2 separate regions of the Mus musculus genome follow, and region 1 is linked to region 2. Evidence: chromatin contacts called from public Hi-C data. All regions are on one chromosome and are shown on one strand. The core of a region is the stretch at or near the end of the contact, and the rest is flanking DNA. Distances in the headings are between cores, read along the strand shown. Region 1 has its middle 24 kb from the start of Gm22140. Region 2 has its middle 35 kb from the start of Gm26578.

Evidence for each region. Hi-C and Micro-C count contacts between places; a contact is called where the count stands out from the background.
Region 1: a Hi-C map of reprogramming fibroblasts shows a contact between it and region 2, with 1.9 times the contacts expected there. The contact joins two enhancer-like sites. A contact is called at or near these places in 4 of 484 Hi-C or Micro-C datasets (the HPC-7 cell line, pancreatic cancer cells and reprogramming fibroblasts), 5 of 115 datasets of contacts at active chromatin or transcription factors (embryonic fibroblasts, embryonic stem cells and extraembryonic endoderm stem cells) and 1 of 9 other capture datasets (embryonic stem cells).

The regions. Positions count from the first base shown.
Region 1 is chr8:32,208,423-32,211,868 of GRCm38.p6, forward strand. It overlaps a transcript of Nrg1 not described here. Among named protein-coding and RNA genes, the nearest start is that of Gm22140, 24 kb to the left of the region's middle. Within about 2 kb of position 1,834, at least 14 of the 459 cell types and tissues checked have an H3K27ac peak or open chromatin away from gene starts, as enhancers often do. A contact at or near this core is called in reprogramming fibroblasts, where this site is marked.
Region 2 is chr8:32,043,080-32,046,815 of GRCm38.p6, forward strand. It overlaps a transcript of Nrg1 not described here. Among named protein-coding and RNA genes, the nearest start is that of Gm26578, 35 kb to the left of the region's middle. Within about 2 kb of position 1,747, at least 10 of the 459 cell types and tissues checked have an H3K27ac peak or open chromatin away from gene starts, as enhancers often do. A contact at or near this core is called in reprogramming fibroblasts, where this site is marked.

The sequences.
Region 1 (3,446 bases), core at 584-3,083, 170 kb after region 2:
AGTTTTACCAGTTTGAGTATACCTTATCCAGAAATTCAGAATCTAAAATTTTGGAATTTGGAGTATTTCTGATTTCAGCTCCTCAGGTTAAAGTTTTTTTTACAGTTTCTTAAAATGTGATGTAAAGATAAGGATAATGGCCAGCTGGTGGTTGGTGTGTGCCTTTAATCCTGGAACTTGAGGGACAGAGGCAGGCTGATCTCTGAGTTTGAGGCCATCCCTTGTCTCCCGAGTGAGTTTCAGGACAACCAGGGATACACATAGAAACCCCGTCTTAAAAAACTAAAGGGGGTTGGGGGGGAAGGATGATGGCTAATATTGATGATAATTACAATAAAACCATATTTACATTGAGAATAATGCTTGGCTCCAAAGCAGCAAATTAATATTAAGTACTACAATGTAATTTAAACATTAAAACAGGCCTTTGAAATGTGTAATTTTTATGTCCCTTACTTTACAGTTGGTATTAGTGAGATACAGAGATTTTACAGCTCACCTAACTGCTTTTTGCCCTGTAATTTCACACTTAGCACCAAGTCGAAGGCTCCTTTGGAGTAGTTTCTTTTCAAGTGGAAAAGAAGCCAGTTTTCTGAAGATTTTAATAAATAATAACTAGAAATCAGTTAATGTCCCTGAGAATACCACTGCCTGCCTTGAGTGCTGTTTACAGGGAATTTTTTTCACTTTGGCCTGTGTCTTCTCTTTTTTTCATTGCAGTGTAGTATGGAGGGGTAAGAAGCAGGATAGTGGCTCTGCAACCACAGGTTGCAGAGTTTGGGACTGGGAAGGCTCTGATTCTTAGAATCTCAGACCCAGCTCTCAGCTTGTTTCTAGGTTGCCTTCCCCATTAGGTAGAAGACTCCGCCCATTCCCTTTTGTGCACACCTAGATGCCAAAGCAGGCTTCCAAAGCAGGAAAATTAAATTCCCAATTCCCGACTCTGAAGCAAGCCCCAGCAAGACAACTCTGTACTCAGCAATTAACATTTGCTAATCCACAGCATGATTTCAAGGAATAGAGTGCCAATAGCCAATCAGTGGCTTCTCTTTTGATCATTTTGGAGTTTTCCCACTTTGAAGGATATAAGCCTGTTGGACCTTAAGGAAGCAGGCCACCCATGTTATCCTAGCTGTAATCCACAAAGGTTTCAAAAAAAATGAGGATGTAAAATGTGCCCACATTTTCCTTGTAGTATGCCTGGAGTTGTCAAAGACCCAGCTAACTAACAGTGACCGTTTAGGATGGAAAGTTCTTGTAAGGGTTTTGACAGTAGCCTAATGGAGCCAGATTTTCAGTGGATCACACCTGCCATTTCTGGTTACTCAGCTACTTGTCATTAACTTCCTCTCATGCCACTGTAGGGAGTGGAAGGCAGAGACAATGGCCTGGTAAAGATTAGCTTTGGAATACTTCTTGAACCAGCTTTAAGGGGAAATCAGGATAACAGTCTTGTGAGATGGGTTTTGTTCCTAGATATCAGTGTTATTCTCCAAGCCCAGTCTATTAGAGACTGGAAAACATTTACAAAACCTACTGTCTTATCAACCAGCTGCTCGAATAGCTGCTGTAGGCACACCTAGACCCCTTAGATTCAGCACAGGTTTCAAACTGCTCTAACAGATAAGCTTAGAATTCTAGATCAGAAACCAAAGGGGAAAAAAGAGGAAATGAATCAAATTCCAACCACTAAAGGGGGGAAAATGTCTTGTATGCCCTCAGAACAAAGGCCAACAAAGCCCTGTGCACATTGATAACCTATGACTTAATCCTTTATCATTCACAGCTTACTGTTTTCCATCCCTGAGGGGTGGTTGGTGGCTTCTGTTTCAAAGGGATACCCTCCCAGGGAGGCGTCTCAGGGAAGGCAGGAGTGAGCAAGCTTTGTCTCTGTGGTGTCCTGTGCCATGGCTGCTGTTTGTGACTGTGACTTCCCACCGTTGTTGCATTCTATATTAGTCTCTCTTATTTATTTGTTTTTCCGAAAGAAGCAAAGGGAATCTCCCAAGATTCACATCAGTATCTAAAGGAAACCTGGAAAGACAGAAAATCAAAGTGGAAAACAAAATACATGCAAGAGAGGACAGAAATGTCAAAAGCATGGTTTGGGAAGGGAAAGAAAACTTCAACGTGGATGAGTTAGTCAAACTTGTGGGGTGGGGTGTGGAGTAGAAGGATTTGGGCAAGAAGGAGGGAACTTCTTTACACAGGAATCAGAGGTGACATCATATGCTATTTTATGTGGTTTAAAAAAAGCATTTAGTGAAACCAAATGCACTTCATAAAGGCACCACTCTCCAGAATGGATTTTGAGCTAAAGTGACTATACTAAGTTATATACTTAGGCAGAGGTCCTCACCTCAGGTTGCTAGCCCCCCAGGTAACAAAACCTGCTTGCTACATAAATGGTGAAATCACAAGTATTTTTACTATCTAAGGAGAGGATTTATCCATGTAAAGCACTTTTACACCTACTTTATTATTTATAAATAAGAAAAAAATTTCAACATGAAAAATCACTGTTATGGGACAAAATATCTCAGTCATCTAAGAGAACTCACGTTTGGAAAAGATTAAGTAAGGTTCTAGTTCATTATTTTCTCGGTCATCTACAACCAAGGTGAACTTGCCAAAGAAAGTTTGTTTGAAGAAATGCTTCTTTTTTCCTAACTGCTCAGGGTTGTGTTTAATACCAGCATGTGAGCCTCTGCTGACACAACCACACCAGAGCATGCCAGAGCACACCAGAGAAGGCATGGGCCACATCTTTCAGATCTGACACCAGTTATTACTGGTATGTAGCTTAAATAAATAGATCACAAGACTGATGTACCAGATGGATGAGTGATTGAAATGGTGGTTATTTGCATTGTGTTTTTATAGAAAACAAAACCTTTGTCTTGAAATTACTCTATCCTAATATACTTGCAATTAATCTACTACTCATGTCCATGCCTAATTAAATATTGAATAAATGGAGTTATTAATGCTGAAATAACATCAATCCTCAGTGTAAACTATATATACATATATAGTTATAGTTATATATGTGTGTGTTTAAAGACATATAGTTTAGTTATATGTATTATAAAGCCTATTATTTTATAGCAATACTGTGCATGTTATATAGAGAAAATCCTCCATAAATAAAAAAATTATCATGGTTTTATTTAAACCTCAGAAATGAGATATTTACTCCCTAATCCAGTAAGGAATTAGATGAAGATCATTGGGTACACCGTTCCCATCATGACAGCATCCTGCTTCCACATAACCAAAATGACTAAGAGGGTGAGGTATACCTTAAAGCATCATGAAGAAAATCAATCAAACCAACAAGAAGAGCAGTAACAAGAAGCCAGCTCCATCAGGGCATCCATGACGATTTTTAAAGGCTACATCAAAAGCAGAGACACTTTGTGGTAGACTAAGTTTCAAATATGGAT
Region 2 (3,736 bases), core at 497-2,996:
ACCTAATTGCAGGCTACAGCATGCTTGATGGGAAATCTCAGCTCAGCTGCAAAGTTGGTTGGTAGCAAAAGACTAGGTCCATAGAGTATCTCTAACACAGAGGATATATGATGCCCTAGATGACACAGTATTAGGGCTTCTGAGAAATTGGTGAAGCCAACAGAACCAGTTTCAGTGGAATCTGACTCAGGTAGAATGGTATGACTAGCACATACATGTATGATATGGCTAGCACATATGGGAATCCCTTATTGCTTTTCAAGTAGACAGTTACAATATAGTTTTGGCTTCCTGACACCAATTTTTCTTCACATTGATGTATGTTTTATCAGCCACCAAAGTTACTTTCTTAAAATAAACAAAGCATATTATACACTTCCTAATTTAAATAAGTGTCATATTACAGAGGTAGTCATAGGCTGACCTTAATCTCTTTTAAGATATGGTCTTCTCTCTGTATACCTTAGTCTTGCTGCCAAGAACATTGATGATTAAATTTTACAGATGGATCTTTGTGAGTTCAAGGCCAGCCTGCTTTAAAAATCAGACAGCTTGACAACAGTTAGAATTATTTCCTTTCTATCTTCTTGCTGTTTTTTGAGACAGTTTTTCTGTGTAGCCTTGGCTGTCCTAGAATTCCTTTTGTAGACAGGCTGGCCTTGAACTCACAAAGATCCATCTGCCTCTACCTCTGGTACCCTACGATTCAAGGCATGAACCACACCACAGTAATGTTTTGTGCTTTCACATGAAAGCTGGAAATTATTTGGAGACCAGCAGGAATGAGAGGAGGACACAGGGAAAGTCATGGAGTGAACACAGGCAAAAGAGAGTGATATCTATGCAGAAAAAAAATGCTGTAAAAAGGACCTTATTTTGTGTGGTTACTAAAGATTAATAATTATAAAGAATTGGTGATCCCAAGGTGGTCATTCAGGAGGCTGGCCTGGGAAGGTTGTTTGAACCTAGGAGTTCAAGATCAGCCTGGGTAGCATATTGTAATCCTCCTCTCTTTAAAAAAACAAAGGGAAAGGAAAAAGCCACCAAAAATTCTTTTGTAACCATCCCTTCCCTACTCTCTCAAAAGGCATCACCTTCATAGAAGGCTTTTGTTTGGTGTCCTACATGAAATAATGAAGCTGGGGACCACATCCTTCTCCATATAGAAAGAGAACCCAGTGACCCTTTGTATAACCGTGATCTTTTACAAGAGTCAAATTCACTTAGGATGCCACCCTAAAATAATATGCCACTTTGGCAAAAAGATTATTTTGAGCTGAAGGCAATGGAGACTGCACATATTCTAGGCAACGTCTCATGTGCCTTGCAAGGACACAAATTTTCCATTGAGGAAGTTGCCCTTCACTCCACCCCACCAGGAGGAACTGGGCAACTCTTTTATCATTCAAGATAGGGAGTCAACACCTAGATGAGTTTGTATAAATAGACCTTACTAAAAATAGCCCTCATCTCCTATTAGTTTCCAGGCATGTAATTCCTTCTCACTTCCCTGTAATCTTTTGTCCTCTGGAGTTCAGCCCTCTTTCTTTTGCTAAAAGGATACCTCATTCCTTGGCTCTACATTTTACTTTCTACTTCCTTTGTGCAAACTCCTGGTGCTGCAGTACTCTTGGTACTTGAGGCCTTCTTCTGTTGATAACCTGTCTTTTGCGATTCTGATTTAGAGGCCCCTAGGAAATGCTTTTCTTCCTGCTACCCCACCTCCAGGAGGTTTTGACAAAGAAGGGATGGGCTGGGATCCCCTCCTTACTCAAGGAGTTAGAGCTGAGAACTAAGGGCCACTATAGACCAGAGCCACTAATGGTAAGAATTCTTAAGCAGCCAGGCCCTAGATGTCTGAAAGCTGTGATCAAATGGGAGCATTTAGGGCCTTTCCTTGCTTGCCTTTACAAATTGAGGTTGACTAGAGGTCCCGTGCCTCAGGAGGAGGTCTTTCGGTTATTGTGGCTCTTGTGATTTTTGGCTTGTGGACTTTCATTTTAATCCTTATCTTCCTAGAGATAGCCGCTGTTTTTCTTTCTTTGCTACCTTTGGTGTTGTTTATGTTAAGGATGAAATGTCTAAGGGTCGAATGCAGGCACGGGGCTAAGAGATTATTATTGCTCAAGCCAGTCTGTGCAGATTGGCAAACTGAAAGCCCTTGTTGTCCTGGCTCCCTTTCCATACAGCTTGATGAGGGTCACCAGCAGGACGGCCAGGGACAGTCCTTCCCACTGTGGAGCTTGTCTTTTTTTTTTTTCCTTTTATTTTTTTTATTGGATATTTTCTTCATTTACATTTCAAATGTTATCCCAAAAGTCCCCCATACCCTCCCCCACCTACTCCCCTACCCACCCACTCCCCTACCCACCCACTCCCACTTCTTGGCCCTGCTGTTCCTCTATACTGAGGCATATAAAGTTTGCTAGACCAAGGGTCCTCTCTTCCCAATGATGGGCCAATTAGGCCATCTTCTGCTACATATGCAGCTAGAGACACTAGTTCTGGGGGTACTAGTTCATATTGTTGTTCCACCTATAGGGTTGCAGACCCCTTCAGCTCTTGGGTACTTTCTCTAGCTTCTCTATTGGGGGCCCTGTGTTCCATCCTATAGATGTCTGTGAGCATCCACTTCTGTATTTGCCAGGCACTGGAAAAGCTTCACAGGAGATAGCTATATCAGGGTCCTTTCAGCAAACTCTTGCTGGCGTATGCAATAGTGTCTGCGTTTGGTGGCTGATTATAGGATGAACCCCCAGGTGGGGCAGTCTCTGGATGGCCCATCCTTTCGTCTTAGCTCTAAAACCTAGAATACCCAAGATACAACTGCCAAAACACAAGAAAATCAAAAAGGAAGACCAACTCGTGGATACTTCATTCCTCCCTAGAATAGGGAATAAAATATCCATGGAAGGAGTTGTGGAGCTTGTCTTATGTGACAGGAGCCATTTCTGTCCCTGTGCCTATTCTTGCTGAAGGACACATGTTGCTTATCTCTAGTCTCAAGGTGGCTGGGGAAGAAGTAAAACTTCTGAGGTAAAACTTAATATCTGCATGAGCCTTTGATGTCTCTGTGTTATTGCATTGTTACTACTCAGCAAGACCCCAAATTATCACCTGCCAGTAGTGGATTATCCCCTCCCCATTCCCCCGCACTCCCACCAGCCAGGCAGTTCCTACTACTCATACAAAGAGGGTCACTGCTGCCTCTCCTTTCCTCCTGTTCCCCTTCCTTCCCTTCCTTCTCTCTTTCTGCCACTCTGTCTTGAGGCAATGTCTTACTATACAGTTCAACCTAGGCTTTAAACATGGAATAGCCCTGCTTCGGCCTCCCAGTTGCTGAACCTCTATCTAGCTTTGGGAATGACTTTGGATCACAGGATTGGACATTCCACATCCTCTTTGAAGAGATCTCTCTCATATCCCCATAAAAGCCATTATTTGTTTTGAGGCATAACAAGCTTAATGACCATCAGATGGCAGGTGATATCTTAGGTTTGATTTGAAATGACTTTCAGTTCTCCCTGTCTTTAACTGTCCAATTGGTACCTATGGGAAGATCAAATTGAAAGATGGGAAAGTATAGCATAAATCCTAAACAATTCCCTTAAGAGCCAGATGATGTAGCATGTACCTGTAATCTCAGTACTTGGGAAATTGAGGCAGGTGAATCTCTGTTAGAGGCCAGCCTAGTCTTCATAAGGAATTCCATGCCACCTAGGGCTACACAGTGAGA